2 separate regions of the Mus musculus genome follow, and region 2 is linked to region 1. A link is a contact called in public promoter capture Hi-C data. All regions are on one chromosome and are shown on one strand. The core of a region is the stretch at or near the end of the contact, and the rest is flanking DNA. Distances in the headings are between cores, read along the strand shown.

Region 1 (6,707 bases), core at 1,198-3,697:
TATACAAGACATAAACAACTGGTAGATTTAACCCTTACAGTTATTTCAACAGAAAGCAAATATGTAAATTACCTTGTACGAGCTTTCACAGTCGAGGGAAAGGATGTGCAGGGAGCGGTCAGCACCAGTGCAGGGAGCTAACCCAAACTGTCCAACTCTTCAGTAACAGCCTTTCACCAAGGGCCTTCTCCAGACTGCCCAGCACCGCACTGTGTGTTAAGACACAGACCCACTGCCTGCCCATACCACAAGTAAGCACATCCATCCTCCCCAGGGACGGTTAATGGAGCAATCAGTGTCCAAGGGGCACTAACCAGGTCTAAAACTGCTCAGCACCAGGATGAGAAGGATCAATAGCTTTTTGCTTGCAAAGCCTGAAGTGGAAATTGCTTAGCTTAATTTTGCGACTAAATTCATCTTCAAAAGGTTTACAAAAAACGCTGGGGACTTAGCTCCATGGGTGGCAGCGTGAGAGAACCTTATAGGACCTACTGAACTGACCTGGAAGGAAGCACTGTAAATCACTAGAGGCGATATGCCGGTTCCTTGCTTCCTAGCTTCAGGTGGCAATCCCTCTGTCTTCCCTCCATTTGTCCCTGACTCAGTGCTGTCAGGAGCTCCTTGTTCTACTCTGACAACCTTTAAGCCATTTAGCCACCTAACCACCTAGCTGCCTGACCTATGGCTCACTGAACTAAGACAGAATCAGGTACCATTTTGCAGGTATAAAGAAGTATTTATCACTTGAGATTTCAATCAGTGAGAAGATACTAGAATATGTTTCCTGAGGTAAACACAAGCCTTAAAGAATGGTGTACAGCGTACAGAAGGACAGCAGCCTTATCCTCAGCATCTGGACTCGTAAGTTAACAGGCTGGTAGAGCCACAGACACATTTAAATGGAAAAATAAAGAAGCACTGCTTAGTAAGATACTGAGAGTGAAGACTAGCAGTTCCCAGGGAGACACAAGAGGACACAGACACCAAGGGGAGGATGCTCTAAAGTGCTTGCGAAGGCTGGAAGACCGACTCTGAAATGCCTCCAGGGAGTTCCAACAAGGCGAAGAGGTGACACCGGTTAGTGACTCAGATGGAAAAGGACACAGCTTTTTAAAATAACAGTTGTTCAAATATTTTATCCCTCTTTTTTTTGGGGGGGGGGGGCAAGGTTCATTATAAAAACTTTTCAGCCGCTGAAATGACTGATTTGCGACTCCTGTTGATGTTCTAAGATCTTAACTGTGCAAATAGTTTTCAAAATGTCGAAGGACAAAGCACACGCCTGCATCAGGAATTTAAACAAATGCAGAGGTCTGTACTGGATCACGAAGCCAGGGTTCAGAATGCTTTTTATCCTGAGTTATGCTCTGTTGTTTCCTAATTCTCTGCTGATGGATTACAGAAATCAGAAAATTTCTGGGACCCTGAGGCTTCACTTCTTCATTTCATTACTATTACATAAATAAATAAATAAATAAATAAATACTATGCAGCCACCCTGAACGTTAGTAACTAAGATGTCAGGAATAAAGTCTCAAGATCTAAGAATCAGCAAGGGACCTGAGGGATCAGAATGGGACACTAAAGCGCCCTGCTGTAACTGTTCACCTGTCCCTGTTGTTGAATGAGGCGCAGACTGGGCCCCACACTCAGGCTGACAGCACCACACACAATCCCTCATCCTCATGATTCCCAGTTTCTGTTCCAAGAACAGTTGGATAATCAGGTACGTTCTGCACGAGGTGGTGGAGTTCAATCAGAAGCTAATTCAAGCCATAAAGCCATATACCAGATCTCTTTATCTTTTTATATAGATCTGAGTTCACTAAGAACAACATTTTAAATCTCAGAGCAGCTGCGTACAGCACAGCCATGCAAAGTGAGACCACTATGGAGAAAGGAAAAACCCAGAGGACTGCAAGGGTTTAGACAGGAAGACAAGAGCTCGTCTTCTTAGGCACGAGGAGAGATGTTATCCGGCAACCATTATGGGATAGGTATTTAAAAGTCATCCTTCAAGTCGGGGGTAACACAGATGGCTGCAGCTCAAAATAAGAATACCACAGTTCAGAGGGATCACAGGAGTCGAGTAACGAGCCTTCTCCCCTAAGGCTGCCATGAGTCCAGCTCCATCAACTCCATCAGCTCCTGTGGACCAGGCACGAGGAAGGCTTCTCTATGCAACATGAGTTTTCATACTTGTAGTTTTAAAATACTATTCAGAAATTTGGAGTCCAAGCAGAAACTGTAGGGATTCTGTCTCACACAGACCCAAGACGTCCCGCTGTGCCCCAAATGGATCCTACTTATTTCAAGTCAACTGCGCCCAGGGCAATGCCAGGAATTCAAGAAGAAAGGCAGTCGCAGATGCGGGATGTAACAAAGAGTGGAGTGAGAGGAGAAGCAGATTTACATGAGAAAGAAATCGGCTTGTGGAAGAGGACCCCCCTGCCTCTCCCACCACCCGTAGTGAGGACTGATGCAGGGACGAGTCTCATGCAGGGCCCCTCCTACTGCCCAACATGCCTGAGCTCAGGAAAGGCCCGAGCTGGCCTTTCCGTCTGTACGGGGTGACTGAGCGCACACTCCCGAGTAACCTACAATGCACCCTCTAAGAGCTTCTGTTCTGGTGTCGGGCCCCTCATTCCCAGGGACACAGCATTCCTTGCTGCTTGATACTAGCAACTATTTCTAGGGCACAGCAAAGACCTGGGATGAGCCTCAGGTTCTCCAGCTCCTGTGGCTGGCACTGCCTCTCTCTCTTAGCACTGGTTTGTCTCCCCCTGGTGGCTCAAGGGGAGTCTGTTTGCACTTGAGCTCCTTTGCAGTTTCCTCTGCCTCTATTTGATGCTTTTTAGGAGGGCTGTCTGAGCCTTCACAACGCTTTGAAGGCATCTTCACTGCCAGGTGCTACGCACTTGTCCGGGTGAAGCAGCACAGCCAACTTCCGGTAGACCTTATTAACTTCCTCCCTTGAGGCCCCAGGTCTGACTCCCAGCATCTCCCAGCTGACCTTAACTATTTCAGGTTCTGCGAATGGTGTCTGCTTGTTCTTTGGTGAAACTAGCACTGCTATTTGCCGTAGGATGCTTCCCGCCATTTTCACACAAGTCAACTATGGACATGTAAAAGGTCTGGAACATCTCTTTGATTCCCTCGCCAGTTTGTGCTGATGTTTCAAAGTACCTTTGCTTTCAGTCCAGAGACGCCCCTCACTTTCATCGATGCAGCAGTGTTTGGAGCAGTCAGTCGATCATGTTGGCACATACAACAAAGACAATGTTGTCCACGTTCCCGTGCGGCCCAAGCTCCTGCTTCTTTTCTGTCAGCCATGAATCAAGGGCATCAAATGCGTCTTTCTGCCCAACGTCATAGACCAGTATCACACCTTGTGTGTCCTTGTAACATTCATTTCGGACCTCAAAAAAGAAGGGGTATCCAGCCATGTCAAAGATGTTAACTTTGATTTCTCTGTCTCTGACTTGGACCTTTGGGACTCCATAGTCAATCCCAATGGTTGACAGGTACTTAGACACAAATCTCTTCTCACAGTAGCGCTTTATAATGCAGCTTTTCCCCACTTCTGCGTTGCCCATGGAGATGACTTTGATGAGGAGGGACTTGGCGGGCTCCTTCCGCTTGGCATCTTGGACTCCATCGCCCTCCTCTGCGGGGGGCCACAGGTTGTGGTGTCCTTATGCACCTCAGGCTCCTCGCCCAATGACGGAGCCGCTGCGCTGGTCACCACCCTGGCTTTCCGCACTAATCCCCAATGCTGCCTGGCTTCGACAGTCGCGGGCTGTTGGGAAGCGGTGAGCCGCGGAGGGCCTGTTGATGTTTTCTATGGATGGATGGATGACACGCTATCGGGGTTTCCTATGAATGACTGACAGGTTGTGGGCCTTTCCTGTGGATGATCAACAGACTGTGACTGTGTTCTATGGATGATTGACAGGCTGTGTGCATTTACTATAGATAACTGTCAGGATTTGGCCTTTTCCTGTGGATGACTAACAGGCTGTGAGAATTTACTTTTGACGACAGACAGGCTTTGGCTTTGTCCTGTTCATGTCTGACAGGCTGTGGCCTTGTTTTGAGGATGATTGCAGGGCGGTGGGCATTGTCTGTGGATGACTGACAGGCTGTGTTCCTTTACTAAGGATGATAGTCTGACTGACAGCCGGTGGGTGTATTGTGTGGATAATTGAAAGGCTGTTTACTTTTACTATGAATGATAGAAAGGTTGTGGGCATGTCCTCTGGACGAATGACAGGCTGTGGGCCTTTCCTACAGATGACTGGGAGGTTTTTGGAGTTTACTTTCGGTGTCAGAGAGACTTGGGTCTTGTTTGGTGCATGACTGACAGGCTGTGGTCTTGTCCTTTGGGTGACTGACAGGCTTTGGACATTGTCTGTAGATGACTGGCAGGGTGTGTTCTTTTACTATGGATGATGGACAGGCTGTTGTCGTGTCTTGGGGTTGATTGACAAGCTGTGGGCATTTCATATGGATGATTGACAGGCTGATGAGATTTCCTATGAATGAGGGATATGTAGTATGCATTTCCTGTGGATGATTGACAGGCTGTGGTCACTTTCTGTGAAAGACTGACAGGCTGTGGGTGTTTCCTGTGGGTGAATGACAGGATGTAGGCATGTCATATAGATGATTGACAGGTTGTGGGGATTTCCTATAAATAACTGACAGGCTGTGGGCTTTAACTATGGATGCCTGACGGGTTTTGGCTTTGTCCTGTGGATGACTGACAGACTGTGACCTTATCCTGTGGATGACTGACATGATGTGGACTTCTCCTGTGGATAACTGACAGGCTGCGGCCTTGTCCTGTGGTTGATTAGAATGTTTGGACAAGTCCTGTGCCCATGATTGACAGACTGAAGGTGCTTCCTGTGGATGATTTAATGGCTGTGGACGTGTTCTGTCGATGACTAACAGGCTGCGATCCTTTACTATGGATGATTTACAGGCCGTGTTCCTACACTCTGGATGATTGATAGGTTTTGGATGTTTACTATTAATGGTTGACAGGTTGTGGGTGTGTTATATGCACAAATGACAGTCTGTGGGGATTTCCGATGGGTGGTTGACAGGCTCTTGGCATTTAGTATGGATGACCAACAGGATTTTTCCTTGTCCTGTGTGTGGCTGACAGGATGAGCCTTCTTTTCTGGATGATTACAAGGTCTTGACCTGCTGATGATTGACAGGCTGTAGGCATTTCCTATGGATGATTGACAGTCTGAGGGCACTTAGTATGTATGACTGACAGGCTTTGGCTTTGTACAGTGGTTGACTGACAGGGTGTGGATGTTTCCTATGGATGATTGACAGACTGGGTGTTCCACACAGCTGATTGTCAGGCTGTGGGCATGTCCTGTGTATATGACTGTAGGCCATGTGTGTGTGTCCTAAGAATGACTAACAGGCTTTGGGCTTATCTTACGGATTATTTAGTTGTTGTGGGCATTTCCTTTGGATAATTGACAGGCAGTAGACATGTCATATGCATGCCTGACAGGCTTTGAGCATTTTATACAGATTATTGACAGGCTGCAGGCATAGTCCATGGATGATTGCCAGGCTGTTGGTGTTCCTTTTGAATGATTTACCAGATGTAGGTGTTTCCTACAGAAGATTGACACACTGAGGGCTTGTGTAGTGGATAACTGGTAGGCTGTGACGGTTTCCTATGCATTATTGACAGGCTTTGGGAGTTTCCTATGTATAAATAATGAATTATAGGCATTTGTGTGAATGATTGACTGGCTGTGGGCATGACCTATGGGTGATTGACAAACTATGGGTATTTCCTGTGGATGACTGACAGGCTGTGAGCATTTTCTTTGGATGATTGCCAGTCTGTGGATGTTTCCCATGGATGATTGACATGTTGTAGACATTTCCTGTGGATGACTAATAGTCATTGGACTTGTCCTGTGGATGACTGACAGGCTGTGGCCTTGTCCTCTGAATTATTGACAGGAGTTGGGCTAGTACTATGATTGATTGACAGGCTGTGGGTGTATCCTATGGATGACTGACAGGCAGCAGGTGTTTACTATGAATGATTGACAGGCTGTGGTTGTGTCTTGTGGATAAATGCCAGGCTCTGGGGATTTCCTATGGCTGACTGACAGGCTAAGGGTGTTTATTATGAATGACTGATGGCTTTGTCCTTTTCCTGTGGATAATTGAAACGCTGTGGCTTTCTGCTGTAGATGATTGCAAGCTATGGGTGTTTTCTATGGATGATTGACATGCTATGGATTGTTTACTATGAATGATTGACAGATTGAGCACCTTTCCTGTGGATGATCAACAGACTGCAGCCATGTCCTATGGATGATTGACAGGCTGTGTGCATTTACTATGGACGACTGTCAAGATTTGACCTTTTCCTGTGGATGAATGACAGACAGGCTGTTGCCTTCCACTGTGGATGACTGTGAAGATGAGGCCTTGTTCTGTAGTTGACTGACAGGCTGTGGGTGAGTGGTATAGTTGGCTGTCTTCAGGTAGATCTATGCTGGGTCCAGCATGGCTGTGTAAAAGGAGGACTAACACAGTTCCTGCCCCTGGTGCATTGCCACATTGTTGATCCTATGATCCCCACATGTGCTGATGGTTGCTGTTGCCCAAAAGCTGATCTGCTGTCTTTATTACTCTACTTTCAATCTTTCTTTCTG
Region 2 (6,707 bases), core at 1,955-4,454, 250 kb before region 1:
CTCTTGATGACTCTCATGCCATGCCAAGTTGACAATATGTGTGTGTGTGTGTGTGTGTGTGTGTGTGTGTGTGTGTGTGTGTGTATCTCCATCCCTATATGTTAAAGAGCTCCCATGTAAAAGTAAATCCAAGACCCTACGGAGATACATTAAACATTGTATTTGTGAGCAAGACAAATGCACCCCTATGTCTGAGATGCACATATCCTAAAAGAATTGACACATTAAGTGCCAAGAAATAATAGGTCAGGAGAGTAGTTATGAGTTTAGCACTCTAGTTACAGAAGGGAGACGAGACGCAGCAAATACAAACGCCTAGGGCAGAGCCACGTCTACACAGTTCCCTGTGGTGGGCGCAGGGGTGGGGCACTTGGGTATGGAAGCTGATATACAATATACACATCTGAGCAGTTTCCAGAATGACTTCGGGCCTTAGGAGACATGTAAAAATCAACTGCAAGGAGAGTAGTTTTAAGAATGTTACAGCAGTAGGGGAGGGTATAGGGAACTTTCAGGATAGCATTTGAAATGTATATAAAGAAAATATCTAATACAAGAAAGAAGAAGTATGAAAATCCATATAACAAAAAAAAAAAAAAAAGAATGTTCCAGCAGCCCACATGAAAGGAGATGATAGTGATGGTAGGTCTCAGACATGAGTGATCAGGTCCAGGATCCAGCTTAGAGCAAGCCTTCTGCAGTCTCAGTTCTACTCTGGACAGCTACTCATACTTGGTCCATTTCTGCTTGCTACACTGCCATCAAAAGTGTCTATACAATCAATCACTTTTGACTTTAGAATTGAGAAAACTCAATTTCAGAGTTAAGATACCTCTTAACTCATATATATGAGTCTAGGGCCTACAGCTTCTGAGAAAAGATTAAACCCCATGTTCCTAAAACACTAAATCACACTGAAATAATTCCTTTTCACATTTAAATTAACCACAGCTTACCACTTCTCATGGAAGGCCGAGAGTTCCAACATGAAACTCTTAGTTAAAAAAAAACAAAAAACAAAAAACAAAAAAAAAAACAGATAAAATCAGATAGGCTGAAAGAATTTACACAGTTTGATTAGTCAAGCTTCAACACAAATGTGGCAAAACTAAACTCCTCAAGGGTTAGAAGAATTAAAGAATGAAGCAAAGGCAAAGTCAAAACTTGCTTTAGAATTTAAACTCAAAGAACCAATAACATCTGAAAATAAATGGGAATTTTCCTTAGTCCTGGAATTAGGTGACTGGAGACTAAGTTAATCCATGTTGTTCATGTGTCCAGTGAGGGTACTATCTGCTTAATACTGCCAATGCACTAACAGATGTTAAGGTCAATAATGAGGAAAAACTAATCTGTTATTTCCTAACATTTTTTTGACACAGACATAAACTGTTTAAATAATACACTCAGCTATTCACATGGTCTAAAACCCAAACAGTTTATTTGGAAAAGTATGTAAATTACAAACCTGAGATAATTGTGGATGATTTATTTATTAGCAAACCGAATAAATTTCTAACACCTAAATTTCAGATATCAGAATTCTCATGATGAAACACAGAAAATTAAATTACAGAAGTAACCAGATTACATGTGAGTGTAGGCAAAATCCCTCACGATTTTCTTTAAACGATCCATTATTTCAGAAGAGCTTAATAACCTCATAAACATAACTTCACACCCCAAATGGAACACAGCCATTTATGAATAATCTACATGGATTACTTTTCATTTGACAACCCTGAATGCTAGGATGCTTAACTTCCTAATTGTTTATAAGGGCTGGAAGAGAAAATAACGTAACTCCTTGATGGTGTTGTCAGCAATACTTTCTCACAAAGATGTGAATGGAACTCTGGTTTATCATACATACTAAGAAAGTGCTCTACCACTACTAAAACCCTTTGATGAGAATTTAAGAACCCCCTCACTAAAAATTGTTCTTCCATCATAAATAATGAAGAAATCCTTAAACAGCAGTGACGCCGAGAAACCACTAGGGTTTATGGTACCCTGTGCAAAGACTTGTAAGACAAATTTTTAATTTTTGTCATTGATGTATTTGGCATAAAATGTGATTTTTCAAAACTGCAAGTTCTCCATTAATTATAAGCTGGGCACATCGTGAAGAACTGACATAGTTTACAGAATGGCATGGCATGCCACCACCTACGGACACACGTCCAGGCATGTACGCACATTCAGCAACTATTTACAGGAATTTCTAGTTTTCATTAAGAAAACTATGTAAAAGTACCTTCTAAGATAAAAGAGGCACTGTGAAACGGGCCGTGGAACAGATAAACGTAAACAAAACTTCAAAATTGGTATCACATTTTCAAAGTGGGAGAAAAACAAAACTCCAATGACACAAAACTAAAATGCACACACCCATCACAGAAGCTGGAGGAAACTAATTCACTATACACCGTATGAACTTTTTTTATTCCAACAAACAAGAGGTAACTATTCAAAAAGGAGGGTGGGAGGGTTCGGAACTCTTCTTTTTTTTCCCCCCCTCTACTCTGACAGAATGACTTCTCAGATGTACAGTACTACGGAGCCTGACGCTATACCAAATTTTATCATTTAAATCTCCTTATTCTCCGCGACAACTCTGTAGCCACTCTGCTGTGAGAACTAAAGCATAGGGGGCACAAAATGGGCCGGCCTAAGGAGCGCAGGCCTGCACTCTAGATAGACAGACACCCAATCGACCCCCAGCACCAAGTCCCGGACGAAGCCCAGTCGCCGAGCAGGCGCTCATCCGGCGCTCCGGAGCCGCCTTGAAGGATACCCACGGCCAGCACCTTGCCCTCCAGCGCCTCCGGGCTGACCCGGTGGCCCGAGCACTCCAGCAGCTTCCACAGCCCCTGCACTCCCATGGCGCAGGCGCTCTCTCTCGGCCGGGCTCGCGGGGCCTTTGTTTCCCGTTAGGATAAAGGACGCGCCCCGCACCAGCACGCAGCGCCACCAACTCACGCAGAGCCCACCGCTCTCCGCCTGGAACCCGCTGTCACCAGGGCTTGAAGGAGGAACACGGCGCTGACGCACTTCCGGAGCGGACCCGGTCTCCCGAAAGAACAGCGGAATTTAAATGTGGTGGGAGGAGCAGAAAGGTTTCAGCCCCAGTACTGGCACGCCTAAAAGTACTGAGAAGCAGCACCGGTGACGCCAGCGCCGAGCCTTCCTCCGGTCGCGAGTGATTTCTCCCGCTGACCAAACGATGAAACCTCTTGGCTTCCAAGTGAACGCGAGGGTTGGGATTCCCGCGTTGACACTTGACACGTAAATCCCACGCCCGAGCACTCCCGAAGTCAGTGTGTGTGGCGATTCGGTTTTGAATCTGTGCCTCTGTTCGGCTGACTGTTAGGCGCAAAAAGTGTTTGCACATATTGGCTTTCTTAATGGAGTGAGGTCTCCTTTGTGCATTTTCAGTATCAGTCTCCCCATTGCCTCCCCAGCTTTGCCGATTTGGCGCCAAGTATTGGGTTCGACAAGAAAAGAACGGAAAGATGAGCATCTTGACTTTGGTGAAGGCAAATATTTTCACAACGTGCAGTAACTGGATGGCAGTACAACGCAGTGCTTAACTTTGAATTTCCTCCAGCATCTGAAACTTTGAGTTCCACAATTGGGAAAAATGACTTGGGGCAGAGTAGAGCCAGGAAAAGACACGATATGCACATTCTAAATCGAATGCAGCCCTTTGAGGCCTTACTATAGAGTTAGCTCTGTGGAGATTACGTTTCTTCAGAATTTCTTCTCCGTCATCTGTAAGCAGTACAAAAGAACAATCTTTTACCGAGCAGAGTGAATATGGGCAAAGCACTTAGCATACAATGGCTCAATTTTGATGGACGGTATTGTAATTATTCAAACCCAGTAAAAAGATTGATAAGAAACAATAGATAGCCCGACATGGTGGCACAAATATCTGGGAGATGGGCAGGAATATCACAAGCTCAAGACTCACATGGCCTTGTCTAAGAAAAAAAAAAAAAAGGAAGGGATAGAAGTAGATAATTTCTGGGGAAAAAAATTCATTTACAGCTGAAGTCTATCAGAAGTCAAATTTTAGCAAAAACGTATCTATGTCCAAACAGGTGGTTTACAGTTTAGCATTCCCTCAATGTGTAAAATTACGGACTTTTGCATTTTAGTAAAGTCGTATTTTACTGAAGGCAATTTAATTGCCTGTTTAATTTTTATCACTTCCAGCAGTAGACTGTAAACATGTTGAAACTGGTATCAATCTTGATGAGTGTTACACCCCTTCCTTAGTAGTGCATAGCGGGAGTTCGTCAATGTTGCTTAAGTGACCTCTCAAGTCTCAGGTCTGATGCTCCCCAGGACATTTTGCATCCTGTGGAAAATATTTGGAGTAGAGGTCATGCAGATGATAGTTCAGATCTTGGCTGGACCGCGGAATTACTATGTATTCAGGTCAGTATCCATGTAGAATTCAAAATTCACGTGTTGAATATAAGTACTGCACAATGTGCCTGTATTCAAAGTGATTTTTAGAAAATGATTGTCAAAACAATAAGGCCATTAGGCACCTAAGGGCACATGAACCAGAACTTAACAAAACCATTTCTGTGTCTGACAGAGTCATGGTCAGTAATAGATCACAAACATGAAGATACGTCTAAGTCCATGGATGTGATTTCTACCTCACCATTGATATACAGAGAGACTATCAGGGTGGCCTCTAATCCAGTATAACGGTTATACTAATAAGAAGGAGTGGGAACATCATAAAGTATGCCCACAAATACAGGAAAGGCCATGGGAGGACAAAAAGGGTGACCAGCTTCAAGTCCAAAAGATAAGAAACCAAATGTGCCAGACCTTGTCTTGGTCTATGTAACTGTGAGGGAAAAAAAAAACGAAACAAAAACAAACTTGTTTTTAAGCAACCTGAGTACTTTATTATGAAAGCTCTAGCAAACTAAGAATCTCTATAAACGTAGGCAAGATGCTCCACCAATGCAAACCTCAGTTTTAGCTGGCACACGTCACTACCACCAACAGCTGGGGTGCTGTTCTGATTTTCCTATGAAAGCACCTAGAAAGTGATGGCATAGAGATCAGGGCTTTTGTTTTGTCTTTATTTTTTTTTTTAAGTGAAAGATTGGCAGGGTAGAAATGCTAAGAGTGAAACTGAGTTAAATAATGCCATAGGTTCTGGAGTGGTTGCCTAGGCTCACTCCATGGCTGTAACAAAGCAACTTGAGAAACACTTCAGTTGCTATACCTGCTTTCTATGATGGGATATACCCCTGTAACTGTAGTAGTGCATAAAGGATTAACAGGTTCTATAAATGTGGTGGTTTCAAAATACTTGGCCCATGGGAAGTGGTACTCTTAGGAGGTGTGCCCTTGTCAGAGGAAGTTCATCACCAGGGGTGAGCTTTGAGGTCCTATTCTCAAGCTCCTCCTCGTGTGGAAAAGAACCTTCTTCCTGGATGCCTGTGGAAGACTGTCCTCTCCTGGCTGCCTTCCGATCAGGATGTAGGACTCTCAGCTCCTTCTCCAGTGCCATGCCTGCCTGCAGGTTGCCATGCTGATAACAGACTAATCAATTAAGAACACATTTTCAAAATAATAATTATAGCAAGCATTTAAATAGCTTTTCAACTACTATTATAAATACCATGCTCATTAGCGTAACCGTTCTTCCACATCACTACCAAAGAGGACATAATCTCACAGGTGAGACAACTTGTAACTTCTGAGCCAATCAGTATCCTTCCTTAGAAGATCTATGACAATTTCTAAGACAGGTTGACTAACAAATCAAATAGGAATATTACTAGTTTTCAAAAGGGACTTTGCAGGACCTCTTACCTACATACCCTGAAAAAAAAAAAAAAAAAAAAAAAAAAAACTCCCACTGAATTCAAACATTCTGTGCTCTAAGTCATCTTTAAATCTGTAAGCTTAAGTTTTAAGTGGTCAGATGTCTGTCAGTGATTTCAATAAAGCATATGATTAGTGTACAGGAAATAAACTCATCTTATTTTCCCAGCTGTCACTTTGTTCTTAAGGTTTACATCTTATTTTGCATTTGTATTCTTTCCTCTTAGCTCTTCAAACCTATTGCTTTGAAATACTCAATTGAACTATTAAAAGCAGTTTATATTGAAAATATGCCTGAACCACAAAAATTCCAACCTTTTTTTTTTAATTAATATAAGAAAATTCCTAAATCACGTTGTGAAGGATTAGAGAATCAGTGCTCAAGTACTTGAAAAGTAGCAAGCATGGAATGGAAGTTATTGGCTTTTCACATTGTTCCGGTGATTATAAAAATTGTAAGATGTTTCTTATAACACTGATTACATGGAATTAGCAAATTATCATCTGCTTCACACAGTTACAAGAATACACGCTAACTTAAACATAGACATTAAAATTCATAGGATTAAAAGTAGAAAACAAAACTTTATTTGATGAAAACATTTTCAAAGTTCCAGTGTGAAGTAACAAAAGCAACACCTACAAATCTTTCAGTCCTTTACATTTCAAGCTAAAGAACCTCTTCAGAAACAGGACTAGTTTGTAATTCTGTAGGCTAAACATATATGAGTGGATAGATGGATATGAAATTCAAGAGAAAAATGAAAATTTTTTTTAAAAAGTCAAAATCCGACACCTCCCTTTGAGGTGTATTGCAATGGTTCCAACATACTCAGCACCTT

The links. Promoter capture Hi-C pulls out the DNA fragments that hold promoters and counts their contacts.
Region 2: a promoter capture Hi-C map of embryonic stem cells shows a contact between it and region 1, with 20 read pairs. The contact joins the promoter of Ercc5 here to the enhancer-like site in region 1. A contact is called at or near these places in 8 of 39 promoter capture datasets (the 3T3-L1 cell line, 3T3-L1-derived adipocytes, the C10 cell line and 4 more), 10 of 484 Hi-C or Micro-C datasets (the Ba/F3 cell line, CD4 T cells, DN3 thymocytes and 6 more) and 3 of 9 other capture datasets (adipose tissue, liver and macrophages).

Annotation. Positions count from the first base shown.
Region 1 is chr1:43,895,246-43,901,952 of GRCm38.p6, reverse strand. It overlaps the pseudogene Gm8241. Among named protein-coding and RNA genes, the nearest start is that of Tpp2, 35 kb to the left of the region's middle. Within about 2 kb of position 2,447, at least 35 of the 459 cell types and tissues checked have an H3K27ac peak or open chromatin away from gene starts, as enhancers often do. A contact at or near this core is called in embryonic stem cells and regulatory T cells, where this site is marked.
Region 2 is chr1:44,144,241-44,150,947 of GRCm38.p6, reverse strand. It overlaps Ercc5 (excision repair cross-complementing rodent repair deficiency, complementation group 5), which reads right to left and starts at 3,204. Exons shown (of 15, transcript NM_011729.2): 1 at 2,798-3,204. The coding sequence starts at 2,885. Bivm (basic, immunoglobulin-like variable motif containing) reads right to left here. Exons shown (of 10, transcript NM_144558.4): 10 at 6,177-6,707.